2 separate regions of the Rattus norvegicus genome follow, and region 1 is linked to region 2. Evidence: chromatin contacts called from public Hi-C data. All regions are on one chromosome and are shown on one strand. Each heading gives the region's core, a stretch centred on a gene start, on an enhancer-like site or on the middle of the called end of the contact. The rest is flanking DNA. Distances are from core to core; before and after follow the strand shown.

Evidence for each region. Hi-C and Micro-C count contacts between places; a contact is called where the count stands out from the background.
Region 1: a contact with region 2 is called in a Hi-C map of Schwann cells, with 2.7 times the contacts expected there. The contact joins the enhancer-like site here to the promoter of Adora2a in region 2. A contact is called at or near these places in 3 of 12 Hi-C or Micro-C datasets (Schwann cells, liver and psoas muscle).

What each region holds. Positions count from the first base shown.
Region 1 is chr20:13,394,420-13,402,329 of GRCr8, reverse strand. Specc1l (sperm antigen with calponin homology and coiled-coil domains 1-like) reads left to right here. Exons shown (of 16, transcript NM_001039455.2): 6 at 4,781-4,854; 7 at 5,880-6,055. Among named protein-coding and RNA genes, the nearest start is that of Specc1l, 45 kb to the left of the region's middle. Within about 2 kb of position 2,474, at least 5 of the 93 cell types and tissues checked have an H3K27ac peak or open chromatin away from gene starts, as enhancers often do.
Region 2 is chr20:13,329,633-13,336,841 of GRCr8, reverse strand. It overlaps Adora2a (adenosine A2a receptor), which reads left to right and starts at 4,040. Exons shown (of 3, transcript NM_053294.5): 1 at 4,040-4,224.

The sequences.
Region 1 (7,910 bases), core at 1,225-3,724, 67 kb before region 2:
TTGATAGCAGGCAAGAGGAAGGAATATTTTTGTGACATTAAGAAGAATATGCTTGGGGCTGGGGATTTAGCTCAGTGGTAGAGCGTTTACCTAGGAAGCGCAAGGCCCTGGGTTCGGTCCCCAGCTCCGAAAAAAAAAAAAGAACCAAAAAAAAAAAAAAAAAAAGAAAAAAAAGAAGAATATGCTTGCTGCATCTTTCTAAAAATGTTGATAAAAATTTTTATTAAAAGACTTAGCAGTCCACTTGAAGGAACCTGTCCCTAGAAACAGCATTGTAGGATTGTAGATGTGTGTGGGGGCTTGCCTCAGAACTGCTTGTCACCAAAACCTGGAAATAGTCAAGATGTATTTTATTTTATGTGTATGAGTTGGGTGTGTGGCGTGTGTGCGTGCGTGCGTGCCTGTGTGTGAGTGTGTGTGTGTGTGTGTGTATACGCACGCACACATGTGTACTATGTGTATCTTGTGCCCTGAGAGTTGCAGAATCCCCTGGAACTGGGTTATGCATGGTTCTCAGTTGCCATGTTGGTTCTGGGAACTGAACCAGGATCCTCTGCAAGAGCATCTGCGGCTCTTAAGTGCTGAGCCATCTCTCCAGCCCCACAGTGGACATGCCCAATGGTTGTAGTATAGTAAGTAGCTTATGTACACAGTGGGAGTTCCCACTCTCATTGCCACTATGCCAGTGAGGATGGAAAGGCAGAGCTCAGTACCCTGGCTAGAAGATGAACAAAGGCAGCCACAGTGCACGTCTGCACTTAGAACCACTTAAAGCTTCAAACTTGGGGGTTGGGGATTTAGCTCATCGGTTGAGCGCTTGCCTAGCAAGCGCAAGGCCCCGGGTTCGGTCCCCAGCTCTGAAAAAAAAAAAAAAAAAAAAGCTTCAAACTTAACCTGACATGAATGGCAGCCAGACACAGTGATCCTTTAAATGCTGACTTCATTGTGCTCTTAAACCATAAGTGAACTGATCGCCTTTCAAAAACAAACAAAACCCAAGAAACTAACAGTTTCTTGAAGTAGACCCTTCTAGTATACACTGAATCAGCTCATGTTGGTATTTGCAAAGGGTCCTTGATTACTTCCACCTCTGGAACTTTTCTTTTCTGCACATAATATCTGAATAAGTGTGTAAAGACTTGCTGTATTTGTAACAAAAAGTTGGAACTCTGTTAAGAGGAGAATTTGACAACAAATTCTGATATGTTCCTTTAATAGAATACTCTGGGGCCATCTAGATGGTACTACATATCTGGATTTACTGATAATGGAGTCTGTTATTTGCTACGGGTTTATGAAGTAGTACAAATATAACCTCATTGTGCATAGGAAGACAAAGCCAGGCCGACGTGGGAGTGTAGTCCCGTGCAGTGAGTCGCTGGGGTAGGAAGGCTATTTTGAGCCTCTGTAGGAATTTAAGGCTTTCCTGGGCAGCACAGCAGACCAAGTCCAAATGACATACACACACGAGGAATCTAGAAGGATGCAAGGCAAACGTAAATAAAGGTAATCTTATCTTGATACAGTTTCTATCTTCTAATTGCTTTATTGTGAACATAGCTTACTTTTAGAATTAAGAAAAAGTGTTATAACCACTTTTTTTTTTTTTTGGAGAAGGGGAGAATAAAGATTTGAACAAAATTAAAAACTAAAGTAAAGTTCTATAGTTCATTTGAGAATCATTTGTGTCTTCTCCCAGGTTCTGCACACATTGCCTTTGACAGATTATTTTCTCTTGACGCTTGCTTTCCTCTGAAAATAATACTTAATTCTGAAAATAATACTTAGTTCATTCTCTGGGAAATTCTGGACCAAATGGAAGCAACTGATGGTAGTGCCGGGAGACCTCCTGGGCTTCAGAGGCCGGGAGGGCTATTGTGGATCTGGGTGATTTTAGTAAGTCCTCAAGAGGACCAGAGTCTGAGCCTGAGCCCATGGTAACTGCCCAGTAGTGTCTGCATATGAGAGCTAGCATGGTCAGGGATAGGTCATTGGAAGGGAGACAATTACAAAACCCATTACTAAACAGGAAGGGCAGTTTCCAGAACTATTCAGAAGAAAGTTAGATGGAATAATAATGCAACCGCAGTTTATCTGATTTCTAGAATAAAAATAGTTCTGTAAAAAATAGAAGTTTAATCTGTAATTTAAAAGCAAGGAGAGAATAGTTCTTGTTTGTGATAGAATTTGAGTTGAAGACAGTAGGTGGCAGTGTCGCCCACATGAGGGAAACTGGTCGGGAAGGAGGCTCATTTGAAGGTTCCTGAGTAGAGGTGATATTTCCTTCTCGTGTGACTATAGGTGGTGCTACATAGCAGTGGTCTTTAAAAGAAAGAGGACTTCCATAGAAACTCCTCCACTCTCAGGGAAGAAAAGCACATTGCCATTTCTTAACTTTCTGTCTCAGAGGAAAAGTACATTATGATCATAAGGTTGAAAGCACAGCCCTAGACCTGTGTAGTGCGATTCGTGCTGTGTGAGTGTGACCTTGCCTGGCAGTGCTTCTGTTATGTAAAAGGAGAATGGCAGACACTGATCATGTGTAGTACCCACAGCAACCACGTTCCTGTTGAGAGGAGTGGTTGTGTGTATTCTGTGAATGTGAGTGTGGAGGTTGATGAACAAGAGAACAGAAGAACAAAGCACTAAAGAAATGAGAATTGTCTAACTAGTCTAAGATGGCCACCTCAGTCAGATGTGCCACAGGACCAAGATGCCAGGTGCTAAAAGCTAGTGTAACAGACAGTTAAGTCTGCCTGTGTCCTTTGCAACCAAAAGAAAAGTTTTGTTTTATGTATATGAGTGCTTTACGTGTGTGTGTCTGTGTGTGTGTGTGCGTGTGTGCCTCAGATACCCTGGAGCTGGAGTTACACACAGTTGTGAGGTGCCATGTGGGTGCTGAGAATTGAACCTGGGCACATGAATTGTGACTTCAAGGCCAACCTAGAGGTACATAGCAAGTTGCAGACCAGCAAGATCTAAATGCACATTGTATAAAAAAAAATAACTCTTGTACATAAATGGACTGAGTATAAAGAGAAGGTAGAATTTCTAGTGTTCTCAGTTGTTGTCTTTACTTTGTTTATGTCTGAATGTGTGAAACCACCCACACATGAGCTGAGAAGGAGCCAGACCTGCTGGCTTCAGAGTTGCCCTGTTTCTGTCAGCAGAGAGCAGGGCCATGGGCTTGTCCACTCACTGTGTGTACTTGCTGTGACTGGACTAGTGCTCTGTCCAGGTTAAAGGAGGCTTCTCACAGGACAGCCTCTGGAGTCTAATCATTGGAAGAGAAATCGTTCTGCTTCTCTAGCACAACTTTAACTCTGAGAAGGTAGAAACTATATTTTCCTTTGTGTCTTCATTATCTAGAAAACCAGACTGATTCATAGTTTACACTTAGAAAAATGATTGTTGAATTAATGAATGCATTCTGAACACTTTATTTCATGGGCCCTGACTTCACTAACCAGTTTTGTCTCTGTGTCTCCTAGTGGAGACATTAATGGTTGGTTGCTAAAATTAGACTGTCTCTCTATGTTGTTTTATCTCATTTTATCCAACATTACAAATTATTATGTGCTTCTAATAATAGTTTGTAGTAATATGTTATAACTGAAATTACTTTGTATCGTTTTTAATATATCATGGACTCATGAGAGAAGTGTTTGTCATGTGAGCCTGAGTTCAGTCCTGGAACCCATAGTAGGAGAGAAGAACTAACTTTGATGGTGTCCTCTGACCTGTTCACCTGTACTCACTTAAGTGCACAGTCAAGTAATCTCTCTCCCCCCTCTTTCTCTCCTCTCTTTCTGTTACACACACACACACACACACACACACACACACACACACACACAGATTGAGGTTTAAAAAGCTGAATGTAGTGATGTATACTTTTAATCCCACCATTGCGAGGCAGGAAGGTGGATCTCTGTGAGATCAAGAAGACCAGGCCGATCTACATACAGAGTTCAGAACAGCTCGAGCTACATGGAGAGCATAATGAGACCTTGTTTCAAAGAATATGTATCCTGACTCAGGATGTCGTTCAGTGGTTGAAAACCTATGCATAGCATATATGAGGCCCTGCATTTGATTTTTTTTTTTTTGGAGCTGGGGACCGAACCCAGTGTAGCATCAATAGGCAACATCCTAGTAAAGGACTATTTCCGTACGTAAGCACCGTTCCTGCACGTAGCTGAGAAGTGATTGTTCCTGGGCTGTGTGATAATGAGTGCGGCAGGTGTCCAGAAGGACAGTGACACGTGGTGCACGCCCGAGGCATTTCCCTGTGTGAGCTTCCTTACAAGCAGAGAATGTGATTTCCTATTGTATTTAGTGCTACTATTCCATAAATTAATTGGCAGCTCTCTGGATACTACAATTTTAGAAATAATTCGACTGATTTCATGTTTCTGGAATTTATTCCAGTGTGACAAGGGAATATGCTTTGCATGGCTTGGAGAGATAACTTCTGTGATTAGAAGCTGACATTTTAATAGCAGTCAATGCTGTTTTGATTGGCCTTGTGCCAATAATCTGTATGTTTCTAACAATTGCTTCCAGCTTGCTTAGGAAGTGATGCAGAAACTATAGCCTTGGATTGAATATTCTTTCATGCTTTTAAGTTTTGTGATGAAAGTAAACAAGCCTTGGCACAGGAAAACTATTTAGATGATCGTATTTTTAACACCTCTTTTTATGTCATTTCTTTTGAACATTTAAGATCATAAGGACTTTAAGTTTAAGAAGCCATATTTAATCTTTGTGGTTTTTTCAGATACAGTTAAAAAACTCCAAGACCAAAAGCATGACTTGGAAAGAGAAAACAAGACCCTTCACAGGAGACTTCGGGTAGGGTAAATCTTCATGTGCTGCCTCACTAGAAAACGTGACTCTCTGACGTGCACTGTACCTTAACCTGTAGATGTGGTGGGATGTTGCCCACACTGGGATTTGGGCTGAAAGCAAGTGCCCGTACTTTAAATTGGATCTGGCACTGCATTTAAGGTAGGAGAATATACTGGTAGTTATTTATAGATAGATGTGTTTGAAAATAGTTTATTAAGGCTTGATTTTAAAATCACAGACCAGGCTGTTTGTATGTGAGTTTTCTGTGTTCTCGGGGTTGGCTTGGCTGCCAGCCCCCATGCTGCTAAGATGTGCAGGGACAGCTAATCACAGACCCTGAGTCCTGAGCCAGTTGTTGTAGCTACTTTCATGGTACCAGAAAATTGCTTGGAGGACGAGAGGATGGCTCAGGCAAGGCCCAGCTGTGGCTCTGGGGGAAGCGAAGCCCCTGGGGAGACTTCTCCGCCCAGTCACACCCGCATCCTTCTTGTCTGGGAAGCAGCGGAGCTCTGAGTTCCTTACGTCTCCGTGTGACTGTGTCTGCCTGCGCTAAGTTCAGTTTTTCTTCTGCCTTCCTCTTCCTTTTCCTTTACTTTAGATTTTTTTTTCCTGCTAGTTTTTGATGTCAGGGTATTTATAGTTTTTACTGTATGGTTCACATACCATTTATATACCTTCCAGAGGTACAGCTCTAAATTTTTGATGATATTTATTTTCGTAACACTTGCTTTGAAACTTGCATGAGGAAGAGAGGTCTAACATTGTTCTCATTAATATTTATTGAGCACTCTGAATACTTAATGCCTCGGTAGGGGATCAGATGGCAAATCTTTCCTTCATTAGGAACGAGTTTACTGATAAGAGTTGCTTTGTTTTAAAAATAGATAACAGCAATTCTTGGAATTAAAAAAAAGTCATCATTCAAGAGTATGTCTTGTTAGGCCAAACTAATCATAAACAAACTTTACTGCTTTTAAGTAAATCCTCACCGCTTTCTTTTGGAAATGAGAGTTTACTTTCTAATGCAGGAAGAGTCCGCAGAATGGCGGCAGTTTCAGGCTGATCTCCAGACTGCGGTGGTCATTGCAAATGACATCAAGTCTGAAGCCCAAGAGGAGATCGGTGATCTAAAGCGGCGGCTACATGAGGCCCAAGAGAAAAATGAGAAACTCACCAAAGAATTGGAGGAAATAAAGTCACGCAAGTAAGTTCTGAGAAGCCAGTTGTGTTTCCGTAAGGAACAGTGATGTGGCACTGGTGCTGGTCTTTGTCCTGGTGCTCACAGTGCAGCCCTCTTATTTATCTGTAGACTGCAGGTCTGGAAGCAGACTGAATCAGCTTCAGTCTGGCCCTGCCTCTTGGTGTGTGCTCTCAGTTAACAGTTTAATTTCCCTGTGCCCTGGGCCTCAGTTCTCTGAGCTGTAACAGGAAGGCCCTGTGAGCCACTGTATAGTGCTGTGCTGAGTACGTGAGCTGCTGTTTGCAGAGGGATCAGTAAACTCGAGTTACCAATTTGGGAAAAGCAGTGACTGGGACAGTGTGAGTTTATTTCCATCAGTCACTTGAGGAATTTCTATTTTTTTTTCCAAAGTCCTCCAAAGTAGTACCCTCTACATCTAACACAGAGACCATTGGAAATCCATAAAAATGGCCACAGGAGGTGACACCTGAGATATGTTTCAAGTTCCACAGTGACACTCAGAGTGGGGTAACAAGTTTATGTGTTTGATGTTATTATTAAGAATTTGATTTTTTTTCACTTTGAATAATGTTTAATTAGGCATAGAAAAAAAAAGCAGTATATCTTTGAAAGGCTTTTATTTTGTTATGACTTAGTCCTAATGTGTTGCTAAGTGTTAGTCATTGGCATCCTTAAGCTGAACTTGGAACGGGACCTAATGAAACCCCCCTGGTATAAAGCTGGAGTTACTTTTTTATCTGTATTCATAAGTAAATACCTTGTCAGAAATACCTCATTTGATAGTTGCCCTGAGTACTGAAGTTGGTTGCGTCCGTCCATCCATCCGTCCACTCATACATCCATCCACCCACCCATCCACCCACCTATCCATCCATCCATCTATCCACTCATCCATCCACCCACCTATCCATCCATCCATCCATCCACCCACCTACCCATCCACCCACCTATCCATCCATCCATCCATCCATCTACCCACCCACCCATCCATCCATCCATCCATCCACCCATCCATCCATCCATCCATCCATCCATCCATCCATCCATCCATCCATCCATCCATCCATCTATTCATCCATCCATCCATCCATCTATTCATCCATCCATCTATTCCATCCATCCATCTGTCCGTCTGTCCATCCATCCACCTATCTATCCATCCATCCGTCCGTCCATCCATCCACCTATCTATCCATCTGTCCATCCGTCCATCCATCCGTCCGTCCGTCCGTCCGTCCGTCATGCTAGGGATGAACCTAGGGCCTTACATCTGCCAAGCCAGTGCTCTGCCCTTAAGCCCTAAAATTCTGTTCTTGAAGGATCGCTGTGTGGGATCCCAAAAGTGTACTAGTGTTTATGTTTCGAGGAGATGCCTACCAAAAGACTCAGCATCCTGGGCTCGGACGGGTGGAAGTGGTTAAGAGTATTTCCTGCTCTTCCAAAAGATCTGAGTTTAGTTCTAGCACTCTTTCGTTAGGTGGCTCAGGACCACCTGTAATCCCGTTCCAGGGAACATGTTGCTCTCTCTGGCCTCTGGGCCTCTCCCCCTCCACACACACACACACACTCTATTAAAATCGACGAGAGAGCGTCGTGCGCTGTGCTGTTGTCAGAGTGATCCTCTCCATTATGAGACCCTTCCCGGCCCCTTGCTCTTAGTTGTCACAGTACTGCTAACAGGTAGCTGACTGCGTTCACTGATGTGTGAGTTGACAGTGAGGAAGGAAGCTCAGCTCGATGACGCAGGGCCTGTGTACCAAATCAGAGTCAAGCTCATTATGACACGTGTAGCTGGTCCTTTTTTTTTTTAAGCGCAAAACTGCCTAAATGAAACAAAACATGGGTTTCCCTTAACAGT
Region 2 (7,209 bases), core at 2,791-5,290:
GCGATCAGCTTAGACAGTGCTGTCTTTCAGCTTTGCACGTATGGCATGCAGAAAGATGTCTGTGGGCTTACCACCTGCACTCCGGGTATCCATGGTGAGTTACCTGGGCCTGCTACTCTCCAGGACTGGGGGTCCCAGGGAGGCCCAAACCCCTGCTGGCCTGAGCTTGGATATGTTCTCAGAGTGCCCACAAGCTATGGCCTCAGTGAAAACAACACTGCAGGCCAACCCATGAGACCCTACCTCAAGCCTGGAGTGAAGTGCCTACGATGAATTCTTGGAGCAGTCATGGCAGAGGCTGGACAGAGGGTACTCCAGCTCTTCCTCAGTATCCGAACACTGGATCTGTGTCCTAAGCAAGACCGAACTTGCTGTGTGGCAAGAAGAGCGCTGACCTTGCCTGTGGCTCTCTGGTCTGTCCCCGAGACAGCGTGGGCCCCTTCAAAGGAGGTTTTCCTCAACCCTACCCACTCTGTGTCATATGCTGGCCCCCAGGGGTTCCTGTGTAACCTAGTTTATCTGCCAGGAGCCCCACGGTGACACATCTTTATCATAAACCTATTATTGCCTGTACCTTGATTAGGGGCTGGGGGAGGGCATTCAGTGCTTCTGTGAGAGGCAGCAGTAAAGGAAAATAGATTCCTAGGAAGAAAGGTAACGTTCCCCAGACCCCTGGACCTATATAACCTCTGGGAGTCAGGGCACCCAATAGCCAGCTCCTTCCCCATCCTGACAGAGTTAGCACTTCCCAAAGTCTCAGGATAGCCAGGGGTGGGCAGCAACTTTATTGTTTGTATCCCTCCAGTGGGAAGTGGTCAGATGTGAACAGTCTCAGGCTACCATGTGAGGGCGGAGTCCCGGACTGCTGTGACTATTCTGGTGGAAGTCTGACAGCAGCAGGTTGGATCCCCCAGGAGGCCATGTGGGGACAGAGAGGAAGCCACACTTCTAGAGGATGAATTGGCATGAGAGTGGGTCAGAGGCGCGTGGTTTACTCACAGCAGGGTGGGAAGACTGGTCTTCCACACAGAAGTTCCTAAAGGGCGTCTGCTGTACCATGTGTGTGAGGAGGGGTAGCAAGGCCTCTGCAATTTGGGAAGCGAGTCCTAAAAAGAGGGAGAACACGATCTCAGGATTCTTGGTGCGAGCATGTGTGCTCTGCATACGGTTTTTGCATGGGCTGGACCTCAGGGTCCTCCTCAAGATGGACCCCAACATTTGGATATGCTGGAACTGTTCTGACTTCTGCAGGATCCCACTGCCAGCCATCCTCTAATGCAAGGGAGCCATACTGGGTCCTAGGACTGAAGCACAAGGATGGGGAGCACAAGGAGGAAGCTTAGGGCCATCCTTGGAGGTGGTGAGGACCCTAGTGTAAGGACCTGCAGAGTGCTGTCACATTCTACCATAGGGCCAAGCAAGACAGCTGCACACACCTCAGCTGTTTTCCTGTCTACGTTACCACACCAGATTAGCTCCAAGGTTGACGACTGGCTAGCTGCTCTCACCCCAGTGGGAAGAAGTGGGTGTAGGATGGAGTATTTTCCCATAACGTTACAGGCTGGGAGGGATTGCCCTCCCATCTGGCGTGCTTTGGACTTGTACACACAGCCCCTAGTAGCCTTTGGACATGGCTGCTCGCTCTGGCATTATTTTGCCTTTTCAGGGTGTCCCTCTGAGGGTGAATTGAGCCTCTTGCTCACAGGAAGAAAATTGAACACTTAGGGTGGCCTGAGGTTCTTGGGGGACTTGGCCCAGGGCCCACTAGGTCCATGGTCCTAGTCTTGGCGTGTCTTGTTCCCCGATGTGGCTCAGCTGGCCCTAGAGCGAACAATGAGGGCCAGAGGCCACACAGGTGCATCCTGGGCAGGAACAAAGGGCTGGGGATAGGGTGGGGGAGTAGTCTGAGCGTGGAATTCTGGAACATGACAGAGCCCAGCTGGCCCCATGGTTAGGGCTGAGGAGTTGGGATCTGGACCTGAGTAAGGGTGGGCAGCTGTAAACTTCAAAGACTGCCTGAGGCTGTACAGACAAACCAAAACGCAGAGCTAGAAACCAGGCTTCTGAGGGCTACGTGCACTGTCTAGGGGCAGGCAGGACCCACACTAGGAGCAGGCCTATACCTTCTACCTTTGAAGCCTTTTCAGGGAGGCTCCTGTTTGGTCTCAGCCCACGTAACTGGGAAGGGAGCCCAGCCAAGACCAAAGCGAACCTTTATTAGCTGGGAAAGCCCGAGCCACCTTCTTGTGGCTCAGCACAGCTTCATGACAGACACGTGGGCCTACGGAGCTGATGCCAAGCAGGCTTTGACTGTCATGGCCACAGGGCACAGTTTCTATGGTGAGATGCTACCTGTCAGAACCAACCTAAGGTCGACAGCAAGGGCCAGTGGCTTTGTTTTCCTGAGGACCAGGATTGGAAAGAGGCCTTACTCCCTGAGCCAGGCAAGACCCTCTGGCCCAGTGGTTCTCAAACTCCCTAACAGCGCGACCATTTAATAGAGTTCCTCATGTTGTAGTGACTCCCCCAACCATAAAGGCATTGCTGCTTCGTAGCGGCAATTCGCTGCTAGTGTGGATCATAATGTAAATATTTCTGGAGATGGAGGTTTGCTAAAGGGATTGGGACCCACAGGTTGAGAACCACTGCTCTATGGGGGGTGGGGAGGGGAGAAAGGTGCTGGGTCCTGGGATTGGTTGAGAGAGAAGCATCAGAAAACAGGAGGGACCCCCAGAACTGGCCTCTACTTCATGAGTTCCCATATCCCCTTCAAGGGAGATTTTCAGGATAGTCATTCCACACGAGCCTGACAGGGAAGCATGGTATTGCTCCCCCATGAGGAGAACTCAGAAGCGAGGGTGCAGAGTCCGGTTTGAGAACAGGCTGCAGCTTGGTTGTGTCTCATCCTCACCCCTATGCTACTAGCTGCCGGGCAAGTTTTAGAGGTGTCTAAGCAGAATAATGACATCCCTAGAAGGCAAAACACAGCAGTGTCAGGGAGGCCTTGGAACTGGTCCTACTCGATAGTTAGAGGCTTCTTAAGCAGGGGGATAGAAGCTGAGATAGCAGTGCCCCGTGCTCCCTCCAGAGGGTCTCAGGTTTAATTCAAATTGCACGAAGGTCCCTGCTCTAACCAGATCTATAGACGCACAAACACGCACACAACACCCTCCGCGCTACAGATGCTGAAGGACCCATAGAGGGTCTGGGCTCGTCAAATGGAAAACAAAAGGTCAGACCTTGGAGGGATGAGCCGGGAGACTGCAGACCTGGTAAGTGACAATCACCAGTCAAAGGCTCCTCCGAGGGAGGGCTGGGCGCCTGCAGTCACCATGTACCTACTTCTAAAGAGATATTCTTTCCCATCCCGATCGATCGCGGACTCCCGGGGTCTAGCCTGGCCCTCAGCTAGCCCTCCACACACTTTTCTCTAGAGGAACCATGGGTTCCAAGAGGTTCCAGAAGACAAGGCTCCAGAAAGGCCTTGGCCATTGATGCCTGGGTGTGTGAAGGGCTTGTCCTGCTGCGAACAGATTGAGATCTGCAAATCCTTCCAGAGACAAGATTCCACGAAGACTCCGGGGTCCAGCCGCCTCCGCCTCCGGTACAGCGGTCGTGAGAGGAGGAGGGTCCCGGCCCCGAAGTCTGAGAGTCCGAGTTAAGACTGTGAGGCAGTGGCACTCCTTCCTCGCTCAGTAGTTCAGAGAAGTAGGGGTGTGGGGGAGGAGTCACGGTTTCACAGGCATCAGAGATGTAAGAACTGTGAAGGACACCCCCACCCCCACCCCACCCCCGGCCTACAGTTGGGTGTGGAGTAGCTTGTGGAGTAACAGCACCAGGGCAGCTTAGCTGAGGGACCAGAGTGGCACAGGCAGCCTGATGCCTTGTGGAGGAACCAGCGGAGAGGGGTGGGGCGCCAAGGCTTCATGGGTGGGGGCACTCGGGTGGGGGTGGGAGTGGCGCTGGAGGAGGCGGTCAGGACGCGTGGACTTGAAGCGACCACGTTGGGGAGAAGGGTGCTTTGCTGCGGGTCCCATCACCACCTAGTTAGCCCTCCCAGGGACATTTCCTCCAGTTCCCGCCTCAGGGCCTCGGTTTCCCCCAGCAGCGGGGCGGGGCGGGAGCAGCGCTAGTTTCGAAGTCGCCTGCAGGGTGCGCCCATGAGCGGCGCGGCCGGAGCTGGAGCCTGAGCGGCAGCTGAGACGGTGGGAGCCAGAGCAAGAGGCAAGTCAGCGGGGGTCCTGGGTCCCGGGGACCCTGGGGGTCCCGGGTGGGTGTCTTGGCGGTTATGGCGGTCGGAGGCTGCGGGGCCGGGAGGTCTGAGCGGACCAGGGCCATCCCGCCCCTCAGAGCGTCCGCCGCTCCCTGCGACCCTTCCTTCCTGCTGGAGGAGTCCGCGGGTACCGAGGTCCGAGCCTGCCCTGGCCGCTTCGGGAGCAGTCGCAGCCGGGGTCCTCGGCGCGGTCACATCCCAAGCGCGGTGCCATCGGGGCGGTCCTCAGCGACCGGAAGGTGCCTAAGGGCAGGTAGGGAGGAAGGGGTTCGAGTAAGGCAGGGTGGCGGGATGCCTTACAGTCATCTAGACCCGCAGGCGACGCGCGGCCACAGCCGTCGATTTGTCCCCCGCGCGGAGGACTGAACCTGCAAGCGCACAAGTCCCTTTAGGGCGCGTCCCTGCCAAAGCTAGGCTGCGGACGTCGAGGCGCGGCCGGAGGTAGGCGGGTCAGACTCCCTGGTTAGGGGTTCAAGCGGGCACCAGGCTACAGGCGCAGCAAGAGCAGGGGAGTTTGGAACCCGGGGGAGGGGAGCATCCTGTTGACTGTGGTGGCGGGAACTCGAGTTAGGGCACTTCGGGGAGTCCAGAGAACAGCAGGGTGGGTGAGCGCTTAGGGGTTCCTAAAGCAGGGGTAGAAATGGCGGCAACGGTAACCCGTTCCCTCTCAAGGGTTTGGCAGAGGATGGGCAAGGGCTTTGGAACCTTTAGACCAATTTTGCCCGCCCATGTAATGGGAGGAGCAGGGATTCACAGTGGTCCAGAGCGGCAGAAGCAACAGCCAGGCAGTAGCCAAGGTTCCCAGGGCAGGCAGAGCATATATTCTCTTTATGTCTAGGAGGGATTTGGACCCCTCTCCTTACCCAACCGGAGACCGCACCCTGTCTCCCGGAGATGGGAGCCTGTTCTCTGTCCTACCTGGAACTCCATGCTGGTTGCCCTGAACTCTGCCTTTGTACTCCCAGACCCTGTGCACCTTTTAGGAGATTGCCCACACCCAACCAAGGATGTCCTTAGTGTCAGGACCCTTAAGATGATGATGGAGAGGTTCTTTGAAATGCGGGGTTGGGAAGGCTCTGCTTGTTTGGTTCTGTAGTCGCTCACTGCTCAAAGACTGGTGGTGGGTCCCTGAGTTGTGGTGTCAAGATCTCAAAGCTCAGCCCTTGCATTTTTGGGACTTCCCAGGTTCTCTCAAGTTCTGGTATCTCTTGGGCAATCCCTAGCCAGTGTGCATTCCCTCAGAGGCTGACCATGACTGTTCTGGGCTGGGCTAGCCTCCCTGTATGATCATGGCTTGAAGTTAGGCTAAGGTCAGCCCACACAAGTAGTATGAGGCAAACTGTGGGCCAGGCAAAAGAAACAGTGAGTGATCTCCAGTGTCCTGCTGGGAATCCTTTTTCCCATCTGTAGAATGATGGCGTAATGGCGAACACACAAGGGTATAGAGGAGGAGAGAGGGGTGGGAAAGAGATAATCTTTGGTCGGGTGTGGGAACCAAGTTTAGAGGAAGGGATGATGGCAGTGGTGGCAGGGGTGTGTGTTATGGTCGGGTATGTTAGAGGGCAAGTCATCGGGCTCTGTTCTTAGGTTGGGTAACCCTGGAAGGAGAAGCAGAGATTACTATGAGCAGAAGGAAGTGTGGACGAGAATTGGTTTGGGAGCAAGCGTGTGGTTTCAAGGCCTGTAAGCGGGGCCACAGTCCCTGGTGAGTCTCCGTTGTCGCCTGAAATCAGCAGATCTTGCCTCTAACCTGCTCCTCCCTGAGTTACCTCTCCCGGCAGAAGCTAGAGCCCAGCCGTCTTTTGGTACAACCCAACCCGGGCCCTGAGTAGTGTGTGCATAGGAGAGTGGAGGACAAGGCATCTGGAGAGTTGGGCACAGGTAGGAAACATTTTGGTGAATGTGATGGAGAGGTGAGGATTTTGCTACAAGCGGGGACTGAGCTGGTAAAAGAGAATGTCTCCAACTGCCAGGGAGGAATCTGGGCTCTGGGACACCCTGGGGACCACGCAGGGTAGATCACGGAATGGGGAAGTCAGTGTAGGTTGGAGAGAGCAGATGTGGTACAGAACTTGAGAATTGGGTTCCACACTGGGACCCCAATAATAGAAGATTAGGGGTACCGAGAGGAGCCCCTTGGAGACTGCTCATGCCCAGAGCAAGGCCCGGACCCTGAGGTAGGGAAGAAGGAGCTATGTAGTACCGAGAGGGAGGCTGCGGTCGTGAGATCCTGCCAAGTGTCAAGCCGGGATGGAATGGGAGAGAGAAGCTACCCTCACTCCCGGCCTAGGAAGAGGGGGGACACTAGGAAGACAGGACTTGTGCAGCTTTCCAGGGCAGCCTCTAACTTTATGTGTCATGTCTCCGTTCAGAGAGTCTAGCTGCAGGAATCTTTGCTTGTGGCCTCACAACGGCCTCCGGGAGCTGGGAGCCAGGCCCCCGGCTAGCCTGGGCAGAGGGACAGTGACAGGGTTCACGTGGATCATACTCATGTTGGTCCAGTACAGCCTGTTCTTTCCCTTCAGCCTCTATGGCTGTCCTAAGGTTACGGCAGCAAGCTTGCATCCCTCATTTCTAGTGTACAGGCTAGCCTCCTGGCGGGGTTCCACCCAGGGTTTGCTTGTTCTCTTCCCAGGAGGCACAGGAGTTGAGCCTTTCACGTGACACTCCTACCATGGCCCGTGCACATGGGAGAGGCCAAGGCACAGTGGGGAAAGTCTGGCATGACCTTGCGTGGAGCCCACCTGGGCTGCTCCCACTGCAGGCTGCTCTCCCAGTATTTCTGTGAGGCCTGGATCCAGGGAAGGGCTTTATCCGCAATGGATAAATGGTACCTGAGGTAGGACTGGGGACCTGTGGTTCTCTCTGGCTACCAGATCTAGGCAAGTGGGGATGTCAAAGCCCATCCTAAGGTTCTTAGTGGGAGAGAAGGGAGA